2 separate regions of the Ovis aries genome follow, and region 2 is linked to region 1. The links are chromatin contacts, called in public Hi-C maps. All regions are on one chromosome and are shown on one strand. The core of a region is the stretch at or near the end of the contact, and the rest is flanking DNA. Distances in the headings are between cores, read along the strand shown. Region 1 holds the start of PPP1R1B (protein phosphatase 1 regulatory inhibitor subunit 1B). Region 2 overlaps IKZF3 (IKAROS family zinc finger 3).

Evidence for each region. Hi-C and Micro-C count contacts between places; a contact is called where the count stands out from the background.
Region 2: a contact with region 1 is called in a Hi-C map of liver, with 4 times the contacts expected there. The contact joins the enhancer-like site here to the promoter of PPP1R1B in region 1. A contact is called at or near these places in 12 of 16 Hi-C or Micro-C datasets (blood, hypothalamus, liver and 5 more).

Annotation. Positions count from the first base shown.
Region 1 is chr11:39,749,832-39,752,566 of ARS-UI_Ramb_v3.0, reverse strand. It overlaps PPP1R1B (protein phosphatase 1 regulatory inhibitor subunit 1B), which reads right to left and starts at 1,403. Exons shown (of 7, transcript XM_004012843.5): 1 at 963-1,403. The coding sequence starts at 1,043.
Region 2 is chr11:39,869,078-39,871,878 of ARS-UI_Ramb_v3.0, reverse strand. It overlaps IKZF3 (IKAROS family zinc finger 3), which reads left to right. Exons shown (of 5, transcript XM_060394890.1): 5 at 1-2,801. Among named protein-coding and RNA genes, the nearest start is that of GRB7, 22 kb to the right of the region's middle. Within about 2 kb of position 1,503, at least 3 of the 54 cell types and tissues checked have an H3K27ac peak or open chromatin away from gene starts, as enhancers often do.

The sequences.
Region 1 (2,735 bases), core at 154-2,653:
GCACTGAGTACTCCCAGTAACTCCCCCACCCTTCCCCCTAGCTTGGCAATCAGATCAACAGTCAGTTAATTAGGTCCTCTTTGAGCTCCAGGGAAATGCACAAAGAGAACCAGGTGAATTAAACTGAAACTGCCACCTCCCCCTGCCAATCTCCCAACACTGCCCTCCAGATCAAAAGCTGCTTGGGCTGGGGATCAAACCGGTAGCCCAGGCCCACCCCCTCTCCACGCGGTCTCTCTGCAACACGGCATGCCCTTGCCCCCCATCCACTGCTCTGTTGGGTGCCAGCTGCTTCTCAACAACAGCAACAAGTGAATGGCTAAGTGGAAGAGGGGAGGCGCCCGCAAAAAACTCATGTCTCTTTCCCCATCACGCCCCACATCTCATGCCCACCTTTGGAGGCCTCTGGTACCCAGTGCCCAGGAAGGCTGTCCAGAGGACTCAGATGTCTGTGTGAGGACTTCTGGCTTCTGGGATGACTGGTCATCATTTCCCTCTCCACCCGCACCCCCCGCCCCGCCTATGTTGTGGCTTTATCTAGAGGTCAGGACAAAGCTCGGGTGATCCCAGCCCAGGTGTGCAGGGTGGGACTAGAGAGATGGCCAGAGCGCGCGGCAGGCGGGCGCAGGCCCGCTCTGTGTAACGGGTCAGGGGGCCATGTTTGCCACACCAGTGGTCCCCGGGGGACCCCAGGGAAGGAGGACACTGCAGGGTCCAGAGGACAGTCCTCCCCCTCCAGGGCCGCCAGGGATTCCCCAGCCCCGGGATCAGGTGCGAGGCCCCGGGAAAAAGTTACAGGAGTCTCCGGCGAACTTCACGCGCTGCCCCGCGCCCTCGCGCCGTCAGAGGCGGGCCGGGGGCCCGCGTCTCCCAGGCCAGTTCCGATCCCGGAGCGCAGAGGAGTCGGGGAGAGGGGGTTAGGGTAGGGGGGCGCTGCCAGGGGTGGGGCGCAGCCCCCTTACCATCTCCACCTGGCGGGGGTCGAGCTGGCTGGGGGGCGCGGGCACGGAGAACTGGATCTTCTTGCGGTCTTTGGGGTCCATGGCGGGCGGGGCGCGCGTCGTGGGGTCTCGGGCTGCGATCCCGGCTCCACTCCCCGGCGCTGCTCCGGGCGCCGCGGCGGCAGCGGGTTGAGTGTGGCAGAGAGGAGCTGGAGGGCTGTGCACGCACAGATAAAGATACCGCGCCGGCGAGGGGAGGGCGCGCGGGGGTGGGGGGCGGCCGCCGGCTCGCGGCTCTGGGGCTCCTGGGAGCCTCGGTCCCCCGGCGCCCGCGCCTCGGGCTCGCGGGGCTGGTCTCTGTCCCTCCTTCCCTCGCTCTCTCTGCGCCTCTCCAACCTTCCTCTATCTCCCTTGCTCCCTCTCCGCGAGTCTCCCTCCGTCTCTGCCTCGCTCCGTCTCTCCGGGTCTCGCCCTCCGGCCCCAGCCTTGGGGTCCCCAGCCCGTCCCCTCGGCCTGGGACTGGCGCCCGGGCGCTTGGTGGGAGGGCTCAGGAGACAGTGGCCAATGAGCGCCGAGGAGCGTGTTCTCGGCCGGGAGGAGGGCGGGGAGTGCGAGCCAGGACCGCGGGAGCGGCCTGGGGGCCCCCTGCCGACTCCCCAGAACTTGAAGCTGCATTATTGATGGAGTCCAGCAGGGAGGATAATGGGGGGAGCCCGAGGGGAGAGGGGCCGCGGGGACCTGGGACTCTGGCTTTAACCCCTTCCTGGCCTGGGTGCTTGGAGTTTCATGGGGAGGCTGTGAGGTCGTGGAGAGAATAGCACCAGCGTGTCACGCTGTGAAGGGGGGTGTCCTAAAAAGCGAGTGAGCGTGAAGGAGCGGGGTGTGCGTGGGAGGACACATGTCAGTCATCATGGCAGGGAGTGTGTGAAAGTGAGTGCCAGGGGCCCTGTGGTGCCTAAAGCTGGGGAGTGTGTGTGTGTGTGTGGGGGGGGGGGTCCGTGTGGTGAGAGAGTCTATGTGAGTAAGTGTGTCAGAGTGTCAAGGATGCAGGTGTGAGTGGCAGGGTGTGGGAAGACCGTGTGTGCACGGGGGAGGGGGCAGAGTGGGGGAGGATGTCAGAGGCTGTCAAGGTGATGGGCAGGCTGTGCCAGCTCGCAAGGGGGGTGGGAGTACCCTCTGCACAGGTCCAGCCTGAAGAGTAGAGGGGGGTAAGGTTGTGATCCTGGGAGGGCTCTCGTGGGGGCAGGGGAATGTGTCCATGCTGTGAGGTACCCTGGATCCACGTGTCTCCTGCCTGTTCTCCCCAGATATGATGTGGGGGAGACAGAGCCAGCTCAGGGGGATAGAGTTGGGGGAGTTGGGGTGTACACGTGCCATCACGTGTGAGTTTGGCGCAGGAATAAAGCAAGGGGGAGAGGTGTGTGTGCTCATTTCGGAGGTGTGAGCCTCTCTCTCTGCAGAGGTGTTTGCGTGTGCTCTGAAGGGGGGAAGGGGAGGAGATGGCCCTGTCGTTTGGAGTGTCCCTGTTTGTTTATCGTCTGGTGCTGGATGCCTTTGCAGGAACCAGTGTTTCCCTCTTCTTTGGGCCTGGGGGCGAGGGTCTGAATGCCGCTCTGAGCGGGGGTGTGTGTGTAGACTTGTACGTGTGTGTCTTCCTGGGACTCTGTTTGCCTTGGCTCTCTCCTCTCCTGGTCACACTTAGGCCTGGAACAATCAGGAGCCCCCCTCCCCCAGCCAGCAACTTTTACACTCCCAGGCCAAGCATGCTGGGCCCTTGGCAGAGCGAGAAGGAAG
Region 2 (2,801 bases), core at 254-2,753, 120 kb before region 1:
AGGGGGAATGATTCAGCAGCATCACCAGGGATGGAGGGAGGGAGGAACAAGCCACCTGGAAGTTTTTCATCTCCTTCGTGGAGTATTGGTGTACAAATCCAAAGCAAACTTGCCAATGACTTTCGACCAAAACCAAGACAAAACAAAACAAAGAATCATACCCAAAGTATGACTTAGTCTCCCCCACCCCACAGGAAGGAATCAAGGCTAAACACCATGATCAGAGCTGAGCTTCAGAATGGATGAGGAGAGAGCCCCTCTGCTGGCAGGCTCTCCTCCATCAGGCAGGTTGGGGGCTCCACCACCTCCCCCACACACATTTTAAATGGAGCTGTTATATTCCACAGTTTCCTGAAAATTTGCTCTTGGTTCTGCAGATGTGTTGGCCATCTTTCTCATTAATTGTGGGAGACATGCTGTCAAGGAAAAGTGCTGTGATAATTGTAAAATTAGCACTGGAATAGGGGTCACACAATCTGTTAGCTGAATTCCATGTTTGCCACTAATTAGTGGAATGACTTTGGGCAAATCCTGTAACTCTTAAAACTAAGTTTCCTCAACCATAGAATTAGGGGTGGATTGGATTTTGATGTTCTCTGAAGATCTTTTCCAGCTTTAAATTTATGTGATTGTGTAGTAACCACAATTATGTTTTTTTTAACCTCTTGATGTATGGGTATTGAGCAGAAGGCGTATGTGTATATGAATATATGTTTCACATTTCTTTGGTGTGAAAATGGTAGTATTGTTAAGCTTTTCCTTTAACCACTGAGTTGTGAGTGTGAAGGGGAGGAACAAAAAACAGGAAGGTATCTTGATCTTGCGCCCGAGTGTGCACACAAACTGGCCCCTGCAGCTGCTTACAGAGCCTTATTTTTTCTCTCCTTTGAAAGTAACTGTGTTAGGAAAAATAGATGCTGCTTCCAGGGACCACTTCATGGAGCCTATTTACAAATTAAGAGTCAGTTGTGAGAACATTTCTAGCAGAGGCAAGAATCCCCAATTCCTGGTAGAACAGTGTTTTATGTATCTGCCTTGATATTTCGAAAGGGCTTTATGCATTAGGCTCAAACTCAGCGCGTCTGTGTGCTGCCAGTAATTTAAATGTTCCACCTCAGACTGCACAAATGGCTTATCCTTCTTTGTAGCATGGCGTCTGTCTCAGGAAAAAAAGATTTTGTGAAATTCCATGGCAACAGTCCCAACATGTTTGAGATTTCAGCTAGAAGACTAGCTGGATTTCAGTGTGCGGGATTCTGAACATCACTGTGTTTCTGTAATCCTAGACCCCAAGCCACACCATGTTGCTTACACCCATTGTGAAAGAGGAGCTGCTTGTTATATTTTTGAAATACCACACATCCTGTTGACTCTTTAGGGGACAAAAGGAAGAGAATTCGGAAGCAAGGATTAGCAGAAGAGAAAGCTAGGGAAAGCGAGTATTTCCACCAGATTAGTGGGAGAGTCTTTAGAGAAGACATCATCTTCTGCACCTTAAGATAGTGAAACTAAAGCCCTTCCCACCAAGATGGGGACTCTGTAGCTATGACCCTGGTTTTCTCTGTGACTAATGGATTTTCTGAATGATTTCCATCGTTCTGAGGTCAGTTTTCTGAGTGAGGTGACCTCTCACACAGGCTGCACATTCATTGTTGCATTTTGAGCCTCCAGTTGGGACGTGTCAAGTCCAGAGAAAATGTGTATGTGGAAACTCCACATTCTTAAATCTTGAAATTGAACAGGGTGGAATGTAGCAGTTGCCACAACACAGGTAAACACTTGCTTCTGCAGGCACTCCTTATCCTACTTAACCCTCTCCCTTGCTTGGGGTGGGGAAGGAGGTGAAGAAGAACCTTAGCAAGATGCCTAGAGAGGAGGGCAGGTTAAGATTTACATCTGACGTTGCTTTACAGTGAGGTCTTCGGCAGCTTCTGACAGCACAGTTCTTTTTTCAGCCAGAGTCCCTGTGACTGTGAGCTGTGTAGGTTTTCTCTCTCCTTCACTTTCCCCAATCCTTTTATTAGCCAGGCCCCCACTGCACACCCAGGAGGCCGAAATCTAAGGAGCAACCAAACCTGTGAAAAATTCCCTTACAGCCAAGGTGGTAAGAGTGGAAAAGGAAGAGAGCTGTTATCCAAACGTTCTTTATTGTTGTTGGAAGTGTTGCCTGTGTTCCCTCCTGCAGTTCCCTGGTTGAGGTATCTCCCCTCTTACACTCCACACCACCACCAGGAAAAAATGTTAATAAATCCAGCAGTCTTTAGACTCCTTAAGTCATTCTTCCAAGAAGATATTAACCTTGACACAGATAAGCTAGCTAATGTTATGCTTTGTTATCCATTCTAAGCTGTTCCTGACTCAGCTTCCAACTTTATCAGTGACAAAATGTCTCACCTTTTAAAAGCAAGGCTTATTTAACATTTTGCCAGACCCAGAAGTAAAATGACCTCAGATTTCTTTTGCAAAGAGAGATGTTTAAAAACACAACATTTTATTCAATTGAAACACTGTGTTAGTAACAAATCTAGCACCAGCATAATGCTTTTTCCAAGGAGCTTCTGTATCACTGTTTTATTCCCCTCCTCTGCTTTTTTTCCCTCAGCTAAATGTGAGGTTTAGAATGTTTTTTAGGGGGAAAAAGCAATACTTCTGATACATATCCCAGGACAGGCAGTAAGACTGCAGTGCAAATGTTAAATGTCTAGTGTTTGAAGTCCTAACTTTAAAGTGTACCCCACTATGAGTAGGTAGGTTGGTCTCTAGTGGAGATTTGGAAACTCTATAACACTCAAGATTTGAGT